Linked DNA regions of Mus musculus: all the other regions are linked to region 1. Evidence: chromatin contacts called from public Hi-C and HiChIP or PLAC-seq data. All regions are on one chromosome and are shown on one strand. The core of a region is the stretch at or near the end of the contact, and the rest is flanking DNA. Distances in the headings are between cores, read along the strand shown. Region 1 overlaps Ahdc1 (AT hook, DNA binding motif, containing 1). Region 2 overlaps Wdtc1 (WD and tetratricopeptide repeats 1). Region 3 has its middle 7.0 kb from the start of Gm42322.

Evidence for each region. A called contact is a pair of places that touch in the nucleus more often than the background predicts. HiChIP or PLAC-seq counts read pairs in DNA pulled down with a chosen protein or histone mark.
Region 2: a contact with region 1 is called in a Hi-C map of bone marrow-derived macrophages, with 25 read pairs. The contact joins two enhancer-like sites. A contact is called at or near these places in 2 of 15 datasets of contacts at CTCF or cohesin (CD8 T cells and large pre-B cells), 5 of 484 Hi-C or Micro-C datasets (bone marrow-derived dendritic cells, bone marrow-derived macrophages, embryonic stem cells and 2 more), 16 of 115 datasets of contacts at active chromatin or transcription factors (T-cell acute lymphoblastic leukemia, craniofacial prominence, embryonic basal ganglia and 10 more) and 2 of 9 other capture datasets (adipose tissue and pancreatic islet).
Region 3: a contact with region 1 is called in a FOXA1 HiChIP or PLAC-seq map of pancreatic cancer cells. The contact joins two enhancer-like sites. A contact is called at or near these places in 1 of 15 datasets of contacts at CTCF or cohesin (large pre-B cells) and 6 of 115 datasets of contacts at active chromatin or transcription factors (craniofacial prominence, embryonic stem cells and pancreatic cancer cells).

Annotation. Positions count from the first base shown.
Region 1 is chr4:133,036,854-133,040,646 of GRCm38.p6, forward strand. All of the region lies in intron 2 of Ahdc1 (AT hook, DNA binding motif, containing 1), which reads left to right. Among named protein-coding and RNA genes, the nearest start is that of Ahdc1, 27 kb to the left of the region's middle. Within about 2 kb of position 2,173, at least 206 of the 459 cell types and tissues checked have an H3K27ac peak or open chromatin away from gene starts, as enhancers often do. A contact at or near this core is called in bone marrow-derived macrophages, embryonic stem cells and pancreatic cancer cells, where this site is marked.
Region 2 is chr4:133,307,760-133,312,151 of GRCm38.p6, forward strand. It overlaps Wdtc1 (WD and tetratricopeptide repeats 1), which reads right to left. Exons shown (of 16, transcript NM_199306.4): 6 at 990-1,177. Among named protein-coding and RNA genes, the nearest start is that of Wdtc1, 29 kb to the right of the region's middle. Within about 2 kb of position 2,597, at least 5 of the 459 cell types and tissues checked have an H3K27ac peak or open chromatin away from gene starts, as enhancers often do. A contact at or near this core is called in bone marrow-derived macrophages, where this site is marked.
Region 3 is chr4:133,445,140-133,449,499 of GRCm38.p6, forward strand. No RefSeq gene overlaps it. Among named protein-coding and RNA genes, the nearest start is that of Gm42322, 7.0 kb to the left of the region's middle. Within about 2 kb of position 2,447, at least 44 of the 459 cell types and tissues checked have an H3K27ac peak or open chromatin away from gene starts, as enhancers often do. A contact at or near this core is called in embryonic stem cells and pancreatic cancer cells, where this site is marked.

The sequences.
Region 1 (3,793 bases), core at 923-3,422:
CGCTTGCCTCTGCCTCCCTGGTGCTGGGATTAAAGGCGTGCAACCACTTTTTTTTTTCCTAAGACAGGTTGTCTCTGTCGCAAAGGAGTCTTAGACTCCCACGTGCTGGAATTACAGGCATGTGCTGGGGGCTCTAAGGAAGAGAAGAGAAGAGAAGCAAAATCCATTCACTAATGTATCATATCTAACGCAGCACATCAAAGGTAGGGTCACCTCAGCATATCATCATTACAGGACTGCTGGGCTACTTTCCTTTTTTAATAGTAGGACTAAAGAAACTGCCGTGTATTTTATCCATCTCTCACTTGAGACTAACAGTGTTCTCAGAAGCCACGTGTGACAGGTGGCAGCCTTTTCTTTGGGACGAGGGTCCAGGAATCATGAGGCAGAATTATCTGGAATAAATTGAGTTGAAGTGTTGGGTTACACCTTTAGCCACTTTGCACCGGTATAGACTGGCCCAGCAGGAGAAGGCACCTGGGCTGTGGGTTGAGGAGAAAGGATTCCCCTCCCTCAGGGTTCTGACCAACTGGCCCCAGGTGGAACCTCTACTGCGGCTCCCCCGCCTCTCAGGGCTTTTTGGCATCGCCTCTGAGCACCGGTTCTTAGCTCCTTCCTTTCATCCCAATGTCACCTCTGACTCTGGAGTCCGTCCTGGCCTGGTAGGTGGGGGAAGGCAGGGTGGCAGCTGGACCCTTGGAGCAGAAACCCTGCCCCTCTAAGCCAGCTGCTGCCAGCCTTCCTGGACTGACTCTATGGAAACAGGGGACCCGGAGACAGAAATAAACTGCCAGGTTTCCGGGGCGGGAGGGAGGGTGTGATATGTGACTGCCAACCTTTGTGTTTCCTTGCTTGGAGTGGTGTGTGTGTGTGTGTAGGGAGCAGGAAGCATCTCCAGGCTCTGTGAGGATGCGCCCCCCCCCCACGCCCGCCCGCCCGCCCTGTGTCACATCTCTCATTTTTGTACCCCTTACCTCTGAGGCTGGGTTGAGTCCGGAATATGATAAACAAGTTAACTTCAGGGGCCAAGTAGTCTGAGACGAGCATTGGAAAGCAGAGTGCAGTCTTTGGGCTCTTGGACATCCAAAATGGTATCCATCTTTAGACCCTCTAGCTGTCCCACAGCAGGTGCTGAACCGACTCAACTGTTGCAGCGGGGTACTAAAGAGTTGGGAGACCTCTATTGGGTACCTACTCTGACACATTGGGCTTTAGTTTCCGCCTCTGTTTAAGGTTTAATTACTTTGTGTCAGTAATTAATATTCTGAAGCCAGTTTGTCTGACTTTGGGCTGTGCTGCTGTCAAACCTCTGGCAGGTCACTACTGAACCTCAGTTTCCTCCGGCAAGAAACACTGTATCTTTATTGGGACCTTAATGGAGTTAATGCTCTTTGATACTGCAGAGCCAGTGTGCATGTTGTTGGCCACTAATATGAAGTAGGCGCTAGATGTAAATGTATGAAAATACACTGTTTTGGTGTAAGGGACTTTTACTCTGAAAGGGGGGATTTTTAAATCCCTCTCAATAAATATCCCTCCCCCCTCAAAAAAAAAAGTTTTGCTCAGGAAAAGGCGCACGGCAAAGTGAATAAGGTACTCTCCGAATAAAGCCGGGTAGCTCATCCCAACTTACAGGTAAGGAAATCGAGGCCGGTGATTGGCCACTGGTGCTCGGCGGCGCTATCCAGTGAGGCCTGAGTCCGCCGCTGGGGAGGGAGTGCCCGGGCCGCGGGCGCTCACCGGAGGAGGGGCGTGCAGGTAGCGGGCGCCTCGCAGCCACCAGCCGCAATCAGGCGGTGTTAGCAATTCTGCCGCTCGACCGGCCGAGCAAGCGAGTCGGGCCGGGTGTCTCCCGGGCCCTCCCCAGCCCCGAGCCGGATAGAAGCGGCCCTCCCCTCCCCTTCCACGTGTCCCTCCTCCGCGGGTAGCCGAGGGCCCCGGCTAGCGGGACGGGGGCCAGGAAAAAGCCGAAAACAGCGCGGCCGGGCCGCTCCCCTCCCGCTCAAAATAGCCCCCGGCCGGGGCTGCCACGCATTCCGCCGTCCCCGGGGCGCGGGAAGGAGCGGCGGGCCGGGCGACGTGGCTGCCTCGCCGAGTGGGACTGGGTGGGGGCGAGGGCGGGCCGCGCGGTCGCTCGCTCCCTCGCTCGGCCGGCCCGCATGTGGCTCTCCTTCGGGGAGCCTTGGCAGCCCAGGCGGCGCGCTGCGCCGGGATGATGGAGAGCTTCTGGAATTTCCTGCAGCTGGAGAGCGCGAGCGGCCGGGGGAGCCGGCCCAGCGCGGCTCGGGAAGGGGGCGCCGAGCCGGCCGACCCCCGCACGCGTCTCCGTAGCCTCCGCCGCCGCCGTCGCCGCTCCGGGGGTGGGAGAGGTTTCCCGGACCTCCCCCGGGCGAGGCGGGAGGCTCCCCTCCCCCGCCGCTCCTTCGGGGCTGGCGGGGGTCCAGGCCCGCCCTTCCCCGGCCTGGGCGGCGGACAGGGGCCAGGTGCAGGCGACGCCCCTCCCCCCGCCGCCTGGTTTCCCTCTCGGCCCCGTCACCTCCGCCGGAGTCAGAAGCCCTGCGGCCTCCTGGGGAGGGGGCGGGGGCGCAGGCGCGGCCACCGGGCGGCCAGGTAGCTCGAGGGGCGGCGGCGGCGGCAAAACTCCGGAGCGGCTTCTTTCGGCCGGCAGACCCGCGCCTCCTGCTCGAGCCGAGGCGTCGAAGGGCTTCCTCTCTGCCGAAGGCAGGCGAGGCCGTTCGCTCCCAGGCCCCCTTCTCTGGCAACGACCGAGCCAGTGGACCGCGGACGGCTGGGGACCATCCTTGATGATTTCCCCAACTCCGGCAGCAGCTTGCTTTGGGGCATAACTGCACCCTGCGGGTCAGGGAGTCCAGAAAAGGGACCCGGGAGGGAGGGCGTCCCGTTTACCGGAGCCCCGAAAGCCAGGGGAGTTGGTAAGTGACCTCTCAGGGCTCTTCCTTTTCTCTTTTCTTTTCTTTTCTTTTCTTTTCTTTTCTTTTCTTTTCTTTTCTTTTCTTTTCTTTTCTTTTCTTTTCTTTTCTTTTCTTTTCCTTTACTGTTGGGAGTGTGTCCGCGCGCGCGTGTGTGTTCAGAGATTACTTTCCCCACAACTTTGCCTGATTCTAGTACCGTTTGGTAAAGTGCGGATGGAAACGGATGAACCGTTTGGCCACTCCCAGCCGAAGGCTCTGATTCAGTTACAATTCCCGCCCCCACCGAGCTCACCGCGCCGCGTTAAACCGAAGCATCGGTGGTAGTAGGCATGGTTTGATTCTTTCTCTGCCCTGCACTGTTCAGTGTCTTTGGGCAAGTCTCTTTACTCCTTTACCTTTGACTTTTCTGAAAAAACTAGGCCTTGTGGGGCTTAAAGTTGCACATGTAAGGCAATTAGTGTGGGGCCAACTCAGTAAGGACACCTGAGTACCAGCAGTCGCTTTCAGGAGGATAGAGGCCACCCTTAAAGCATTAATCCCATCTGCCTTCCACTGGCCCCTGTATAATGTGGTTTCCCAAGGTAATCAGTGTCTCGTGAGAAGGGGATGGAGAGGGAGAGCCGTTGGCGTCATTGAGTGTTCATTTATTCATTAAACCCGTGCTTACTGTTAGGTTCAGGTAGATCTACACGGAGTAAGAGACCTTGTAAGTGCTGGGTGCTGGAAACCAGTTCTGGGCACAATGTATTAAATTAAAGCCCTTCCTCCCCAGCCTGCTCTAAGTGTGGACTGGAAACTGATGCCCAAGGTGGGGGCTGGTCTCCTCCGGATGCTCCCACTGTTCCGCTGGGGGGTGGGGC
Region 2 (4,392 bases), core at 1,347-3,846, 270 kb after region 1:
TGTGGGCCAATTATAACTACAGCCTTTCTCTTCCCTCTCTCTGCACTAGGGTTGGATCTAGGGCTTCACATGTTGCATGTCACTCCCCCTGCCTGCACAGCACCTACTCGGGTGGGGAATCCACTCTTGTCTCTTCTTGCCCATCAACTGTCTGCTCTTGAAGCCCAGCTCATATTCACACACTGCTGGGATATTTCTGCTGCCTGTGGCTCTGCCCAGGTCGGTCCTCAGGATTCTTGCTGATGCTCAGGTTGCTTGGCTTCTGCTAGCTGGGCCTGACAGCAAGGCGGTCTGTTAGTCAGCAAGCGCCTCCTGAGCACGCCACGGATTAAGCACTGTGTGTTTTGCATGAACGTTTTCAGCTATCATACTCGGATCAACAAAGGAGATATCATGATTATTCCTATTTTACAGAGACTAAAGTTCTGGGGTGCGGTGGCCTTTTACACTTAACACTGAGAGAGATCTAGGGCTGGACTTGTTCTGCCTTGCTTCAGAGACCCGCTTGTAACCGCATTGAAATGAGTTTACTTAATGAATGGTGCATGCTCACACACCTAGCTGCTTAGGAAGCAGAGGGTGGATCCTCGCTCATAACAACAGAGCGGGGCAGACTGAGGTCGGGCACACATGGCATCTCAGGACTCCAGTAGCTGAGGAGCTGAACCCCAGCTCCAGAGCAAGCCCCATCTCAGCATCCAACCATCCTGTCAAACAGGGGTTTTGTCACTTAGCTCAGTGGTAGAAAATTTATCTGGGATGTAAGAGGCCATGAGTTTGACTCCCAGTACCCCAAAGGGAAAAAGAAAGAAGGGTAATAATGCCATCCGTGTCTGAAGGGAACAGGGCAAACAGGCAAACACACAGGACACTGGAACAGGGAGGAGACCCACTTCCTGTCTGCTGGGGGAAAGACCAGGTGGAAGGAAGCATTGCAGCAGAGCCACTGAAGCGGAGCACATACAGTAATTTCATGCAGAGATCCTTACCGGATAAGCCCATCCTCTGCGGCGCTCCAGAACGTGTTAGGCCACATGGGCGCCGTGGCAATGCGCTTCACCCGGTTTGTGTGGTCTCCAAACATGTGGATCGTCTCCTTTACCGTAAGGTCGTGGACGTGCACCTTGGAGTCAGCTGCCCCCGTGATCAAAATGCGGTCTCCAGCATGAGGCAGGAACTGCTCACAAGAGATCAAATGATTGGCAGGAGATAGGAGAGAGCTGGCTACTGAAGGAGAATGGCCTGGGTGTCAGCGCGCCTTCTCCCTCTCGTATCACTAAGTTTGTAAGAGCTCACCAAAGTGAGCCTGGCTATCGAGCAGCAGCCGATCAGCACAGAAGTTCAGTCAGGATCTGCACTTCGTGCAGTCGGAGTGGTCACCATGCACGCCGAGCTGCGCTGCCTAAGGAGCCCTTTTTTCTGACTCCTCTCCAGATAGGAACTGAGTGGATGATAATTCTCGCTATCCCTTACTAAGAATTCCCAAATTAGGGGCTGGGTGTGTCTCTTCGAGGTGAGCACCCACTTAGTATGTGTAAAAACCAAAGTTTAATCCTGAGCATAGGAGAAGGAGAAACCTTTAAGGGTCATGGCTAAGGGCATAGCTTACTGGCAGACCACATGTGTGACATCCTTGATGTTCTAGGTTCAATTCTAGCACCAAAATAAAGCAGAGCAAGCAACCAACCACTGAGTTTCAGAACACCGCAAGGCTGTTCAAACCCAGACTGGGGCTTTATATATCCACCCACCCACCCACCCACCTACATCTCAGTTCATCCACATGTCCGGCCATCCAGGTTTGGATTAAAAAGCAATTCCCATCTTTTGACCTAAACTCCTAATTCTATGAAAGATCCAAAGGATCCAAAAGAGAAAATGGGATCTAGGCAAAAAATGTTCAGCCAAATACTCCTTATAGAGCAAACAGTGGGAAGAGTGCAGATGTTGGGCTGTGGAGAAGGGCTGGCCACTATAAGACTACTACCATCACCCCAGTCAAGTGAAGAACGTAACATTCCAGATGACACGAAGAAAACCTCTCTCCCTCCCTGTCCCTTTGTGTGTGTCTGTTTGTCTATCTCCCCTCCTTCCTTCCCTGTACTGAAGACAGATCAGATACTGGCATGGAGAAAGGCAGGCAGCTGCTCTACCACAGAGCTATATCCCAGCTCTCCCTTTTGATTTTTATTTGGAAGAGAAAACAAAAATGCTCTTCTGCTTTGTCACTTAGAAATAGGAATATATAAACTTATTTTTAGGGGCATGCCTCAATCTTTATTCTTGTCTGGAGGCAGCATAGATTCCAGCCACAGCAAAAATAGGTGAAGTAAGCCCTCAGTGCTGCCTTGCTTGCAATGTGCCGCAGCTGCCACCAGGGGGAGCGCCTGGACGGAATATGATGAATGCCCAGAGGCAGTGTTTTCACTAAGTCCATGGAAAAGGAGGCTTTTCTTAAACAAACTGGAAAGAGTGCAGTGGGTGATGGCACTTGCCACACAAGCCTGGTGACTTGAAATCAAGCCTGGGGTCCCATAAAAAGGAAGGAGAGGATCAACTCCACCAAGCTGTCCTTTGGCTTCCTCACATTCCCCCGTCCCATATCACACACCTATATCATAATACATTGCTGAAAATGTATTTTTAGTGGGTGGTGGTGGTGCACCCCTTTAATCCCAGCACTCAGGAGGCAGAGCCAAGCAGATCTCTGTGTGTTCAAGGCCAGCTTAGTCTTTACAAAGCAAGTTCCAGGACAGCCAAAACTGTTGCACAGTGAAATCCTATCCCAAACAAACAAACAAACAAACAAACAAACAAAACAAAACCAAAAACAAAAAACCTACCACCACCACCAAAAACAAAAAAGAAAAAGAGGTGTTTTATTTAAACCACCAAAACTGGGCTGGTGAGATGGCTTAGCAGGTAAGAGGGACGGCTGCTCTTCTGAAGGTCCTGAGTTCAAATCCTAGCAACCACATGGTGGCTCACAAACATCTGTAATGAGATCTGACACCCTCTTCTGGTGTGTCTGAAGACAGGTACAGTGTACTTGTCTTTATTTATAATAATAAATCTTTGGGCCAGAGCAAGCAGGGATTAAGCAAGCGAGGCCGACCAGAGAGAGCAGAGGTCCTAAATTCAATTCCCAACAACCACATGAAGGTTCACAACCATCTGTACAGCTACAGTGTACTCATATACATAAAATAAATAAAATCTTAACACTAAAAACACTAGAAGGTTGTGAACAACTACTGTCAAAATATAATCTTGGAAGGTGACCACAGACGTACTGCAGCGTCTTTCCCACACATCAGAACCACAAACCAAGCTCCAGTTGTTCTGCTTCTAGAACAATCCCAGGCACTCACCCGCAGAGGTGAGAGAGAGGGAGTGAGGCAGAACTCAGGGTGATGAGGCTCAGAGCTCCCTGAGGTGGCTCTGGTTTCAGGTAGAGTCACTGCTCTTAAGGAGACAGCCGCACACTCGTGGGCCCACAGATATAAATAAATATACAACGGCAGGGCTGACAAGCCCTTTCCTCACAGGTCACTTCAGATCCAATGTGCCCAGCGACAGGTCACCTCAGTGCAAAAACCCTGCTTCTGGGAGTGGGGCACCAAGGCTCTGCACCCACAGATCTCCAAAGAAACAACGAATGATAAGCATGCAGGATTGTCCTTCCAAGCAAAGATGTAAAACCTGTTCTTTCATCTTGTGTTATCTGTTGGGCCAGGTCATGTTAAGCTACTACAATCAGGACAAGAGGTGGCTAGTAGTCTAAATGACCCTCACAGCCAGGGCCTCCCCAAGGCCCCGCAACCAGGACCAGAGGTGGCTAATAGCCTAAAAAAGCCCTATGCTATTTGTATGACTAAGACCAGGTCAGAGCACTGCTTAGGCCCTTAAGCTAGTGTAGGTAGCCGAGAACCAACCCATCCTCTTGGAAGAAATGGCATGTACCCCAAGTCGAGTTTCAATGTAATTACAATGTCCATGTACACCAGGGATTGTATTATACCAGGAAACTTTTTTTCCAGATTAAACTATGGTTAAATCTGAGGGCTAAAGCCCCTGGCATCAGACTTCCCAAATCTCCATCCAGGTTGATGGTCAATGGGAACCAGGTTCTCACCTCTTCGTGGTTCAAACTCCCTGCCTGACACCCCCCAGAGACCCCCTCCCTCTGACACTTCTCCAGAGGCTGTTCAGGCCAGACATGGTGGCACATGCCTTTAATCCTAGCATTCAGGAGGCAGAGGCAGGTGGATGTCTATGAGTTTGAGAGCAGCCTGGTCTACAGAGTGAAACCCTGCCTTAAAAAAGCAAATAAAAACAACTTTCTTCAATGACCCCACGCATTAGGGGCTCTTTCCTCTCCAGACCCACATG
Region 3 (4,360 bases), core at 1,197-3,696, 410 kb after region 1:
TCAATTACTCTGTGAGGGATTGAAGTCTTGAGCAATTGTGTATTATTGTTTGTTTGGTTTGGTTTTTTGAGACAGGGTTTCTGTGTAGCCCTGGCTGTCCTGGAACTCACTCTGTAGACCAGGCTGGCCTCGAACTCAGAAATCTGCCTGCCTCTGCCTCCTGAGTGCTGGGATTACAGGCGTGTGCCACCACTGCCTGGCTGCAGCTGTGTGTTATTAACAGGAGCAGCCAGGAATCCTTGTCAAGGATTCCAGGGCCTCACACTCTGGGAATGGCAAGGCTTTCCTGGGTCAGGCTCAGGGATGAAAGCCTTCCCTGGTCCAGGTACTGGATGTTGATAGTGTTGATAGTGCTTCAGCTCCAGGAGGACCATAGCAGAGAGAGACTGCCCCCGACTGACATTAGCTGATACCTCCTCCTCAATGCTGCACAGGAACTGGTTGTATCTCGCCCCTTCTCCCATACTGCTTGGCGTGTCTCCATCAGAGCACACGACCCACCGATCCTGGCTTTTCCATGTTTGCCTGTAGTTTCTTCATCCCCTGTGGCCCAAATCAGGCCATTTCCAAAGCCATACAATTGCAGCAAATTACTCTCTGGGGTCAGGGACAACCAACATTCATTCCCTTTGTATTAGCCAGGGTTCTTTAGAACAGAACTCATAGAATATTTATATGAATATGTGTGTGAAGGACTTGGACTTGCCAGGGAGAGTGAAAGCAAGCAGGCAAAAAGTTCCTGTCTGAACAGCTACCTCGGCAACATCACCTGTCCTAGGTCCCGCCCACCTTACAGCATCATGGCTATAGCTCCACCTCTTCCCTGGCCATTGTGGATGTAGTCATCTGGCTCAGCTGGACCAATCTGATTCTTTTTACCAGTAAACTGGAGCAGTGGTGAGGTGTGAGGTGTCTCGAGTGTGTTCGTGTAGTATGTATATGTGTGTGCTGGTGTATTCATGTGTGTGCGGGTGGACATATGGGGGTGGACACTTGGACATGTGTATAGGTGTGCACGGAGAGACCAGAGAAAAACCTTACAGCAGGTGTCATTCCTCAGGAGATGTCCACCTTTTTTTTTGGACAGGGTCTCTCATGAAGTTTGCCAAGAGCTAGGCTGGCTCACCAGAAAGCCCTTGGGATCCAGCTGTCCCCACCTCTCCAGCACTGGGGTTACAAGTGCCCACCGTTAAGCCTGGCCTCCTTTCCTTCTGAACACAGTATGGTGGTTTGAATATGCTTGGCCCAGGGAGGGGCACTCTTAGGAGGTATGGCCTTGTTGGAGAAAGTGTGTCTCTATGGGAGTGGACTTTAAGACCCTCTTCCTAGCTGCCTGCAAGCCAGTCTTTCTCCTATTTGCCTTCAGACCAAGATGTAGAACTCTTGGCTCCTGCAGCACCATGTCTGCCTGGATGCTGCCATGCTCCCACCTTGATGTTAATGGACTGACCCTCTGAACCTGTAAGCCAGCCCCAGTTAAACGTTCTTATAAGAGTTGCCTTGGTCATAGTGTCTCTTCACAGTCATGGAAACGCTAACTAGGACACACAGATTCTGGGTATTGAACTCAGGTCCTCACTGCTTGAAGGCAAGCTCTCTGCTGACTGAGCTACAACTGCAGCCTGAGTCTGTAGTACCATGGACCCCAGCTGTCAAGGTCCCCACCCTTCCTGAATCTTGGCTCTTCAGCTTCTTGTGACACACTCTGTCACCCCTCCTTCAGGTGACTTGACCCCTGTCACTGGCCTCCAGATGAACTGTAGCAGGCCAGCAGAGAGAGCCCAGAACAGTTAGTGAGTCAATGGCTTTGCTGAACAGCTGCCACACCTGGGTGGTAGTTGGAACTCACTGCCTGAGTAAAAGGGATACTTTTACAAGAAGTAAAGACTGGGGGGATAGGGGACAGGAAGAAGAGAGTCACTGGCGGTTGGCAGCTTCATCCCTCTTCAGAGTCCCAAGCTGGAAGCAGACATGGCTCAGAGCACTCAGATGGTTCTAGAAGGTCTATGAGCTTCTCTCTCATTCCTAATGATTTACATAAAAGCTAGCATGGCTGCCAGGATGCAAGAAAGTTCCAGTAACCCCTTGACATGTCCTTCCCACTAAATAGCAATGAAGTGGTTGGCCAAAAAGATACAGCAGGAGTGAAGGCTTGTGATAGTCAGGGTTAAACTATGAAGGAGACTGGGGCTTCGACCTCCCCGCCTGGGGCAACTGCCTTTCAGGGAAGCCAGGCGTTTTGTGAGGACGCACAAGCTACAACACCTGACCATGAAGCCAGGAATTGAGGCCACCTGCTCAGCATCAAGCTGCCAACCCTGGGAGTGGACAGTCCTCTGAGGAGACCCTCAAATCTTCAGGCAGCAGCAGATCTGACTCACATCTGATCACAACTCTGAGAGATCATGAGTTGCAGGCACGCAGCTGTGGCACTCCTGGAGTCATGCTGAGTCAGAGAAGCCATGTGCCACCGTCCTCTGTGCACAGTGTGGAATAGTCTGTGCCCTAACTCTAGTAACTAATACAGTCGAGACTCAGAAGGTGCTGGAATCTCTAGAAAGCAGTCACAGGTGGGGGGGGGGGGATGGAATAAGGCTGTGAGACTCAGACTTGCCTCCCTGGGACTTCAGGAGCCAAGGAGAGCCACACCTACTCCACAGTTTCTCCTGCGTTGGGGAGGAGAGGGAGAGAAGGGAGCCTAACCAGTCAGAACAGCCGCTAAATCTCGCCTCCTCTGCTGTGTTCATCCTTAAGAGGAGCCCAAATCAATCAACGACCCTTTTTATATTCAGGTTACCAGGGTTTCTGACAGGTTCACACCGATGGTAAGGAGTCTGCCTGGCCCCCAAAGATGCCAGCCAATGTAGTCTTTCCAAGCAGAGAAAGCACAGTGGCAGAACACCTGCCTCCGTGTGCGTGAGGTCGTGGGTTCAATTCCCAGTGCTGCAAACAAAAGCAAACCACAAAGGAGCCAGGGCTCTGGCCCAGGGCCGTCCTCCTGTGCTCCATCAGGGAGGGAAGTGAGCGCCGGGCTGCGCTCAGCACATGCGCACTGTAGACCAGCACCATTTCCCTCATGGAAAGGTAAGCACAGAGAATTTTAGGATTCTTTGTCTCCTGCCTACTTCCTGATCCTCCATAAGTCTTATTTTGTTTTGGTGTGTGCGCGCACACTTAAACAGACTCTAAATCTATAACCCGGTGTGGAACTCATTATGTAGCTCAGGTTGACCTCAGACTTACAGCAATTCTCCTGCCTCAGCTACCTGAGTGCATGACCCACTCCACCTGAACGCTTCACGCTCACCCGCTCTGTTCCATTGGGCCTTTCTTCCTAAGAGTTCTTAGAGACATTACCTTCCTCTCGCCCAGAGCTTCCCTTCCCAAATTATTCCACTCGTTTCCCCACTAGCCATTCTCCCTTTGGGAAATTCCTGAGGCTCGGCCACAGCACTGGGGGTGGGACTCGCCCTAACTCACTCCGTCTCCATGGTGGGAAAGCCCTGTCCAGTCCCCCCAGGGAACTAGTGCCTCCTTTAGGAAGACCGCACTCCACAGCTATCCTCAGACCCTGTGAGGACCCCATCACAGACCTCATCTTGTGATTGTGTGTGTGTGTGTGTGTGTGTGTTAGAGTCGCTAGGGAACACACCCAGACACCAAATTCTCAGCACAAAGGAAGTTTATTACCCCAGAGGGACAAGCAAGGGGCGTGCCGCCTCTGGATCAGACCACGGCAGTAGCAGGTGTGTCTGCAGAAATAGTTTTTAATGAGGGAAGGGGAAGTCTGTGCTAAGACCTGATTGGACAGCTTAGCTGGTGTAGGCAAAAAATGAATGTTGATAGCTGGGCCTTGGTGTTTAGTCTCAAGAATGAATAGGTGGCTAAATAAGGGAATAGACCTTGGGGGCAAGCTTTAGGAATGTAATCTCGTGGTTTAGCAAGGCAGAGGGAAGGGCCAAAGCAGACAGCGCCATGTTTGCCATGATTGGGCCTGTTAGAGAGCCCTTCAATGATGGCCGCCCACTGCCCCTGTTGGTGCCCCCATCCCTGGGCTGGCTGAGGAAGGCATTTTACTCCAGTACACTCTGCCTGCTAAATTGAGGTGGGTGGAGTCTGAGATGTTCCTGCAGCCTCTGGGAAGCTGGGCAGATCCCGAGGAGCTAATTTTTCATGCTGTGGAGCTCAGAGGAAGTTCAAGGACAGGACAGGGCAAGCAGATGGTGAGACACAAGGAACATTCCAGCCATCTTCTGACCTCAGACGTGATAGCTCACGCCTGCAATCCCAGCACTGGGAAAGCTAGGCAGGAGGCAATATTGCCATGTCTGTGAGTTGTGGGCCAATGTAGTGAGGGCAT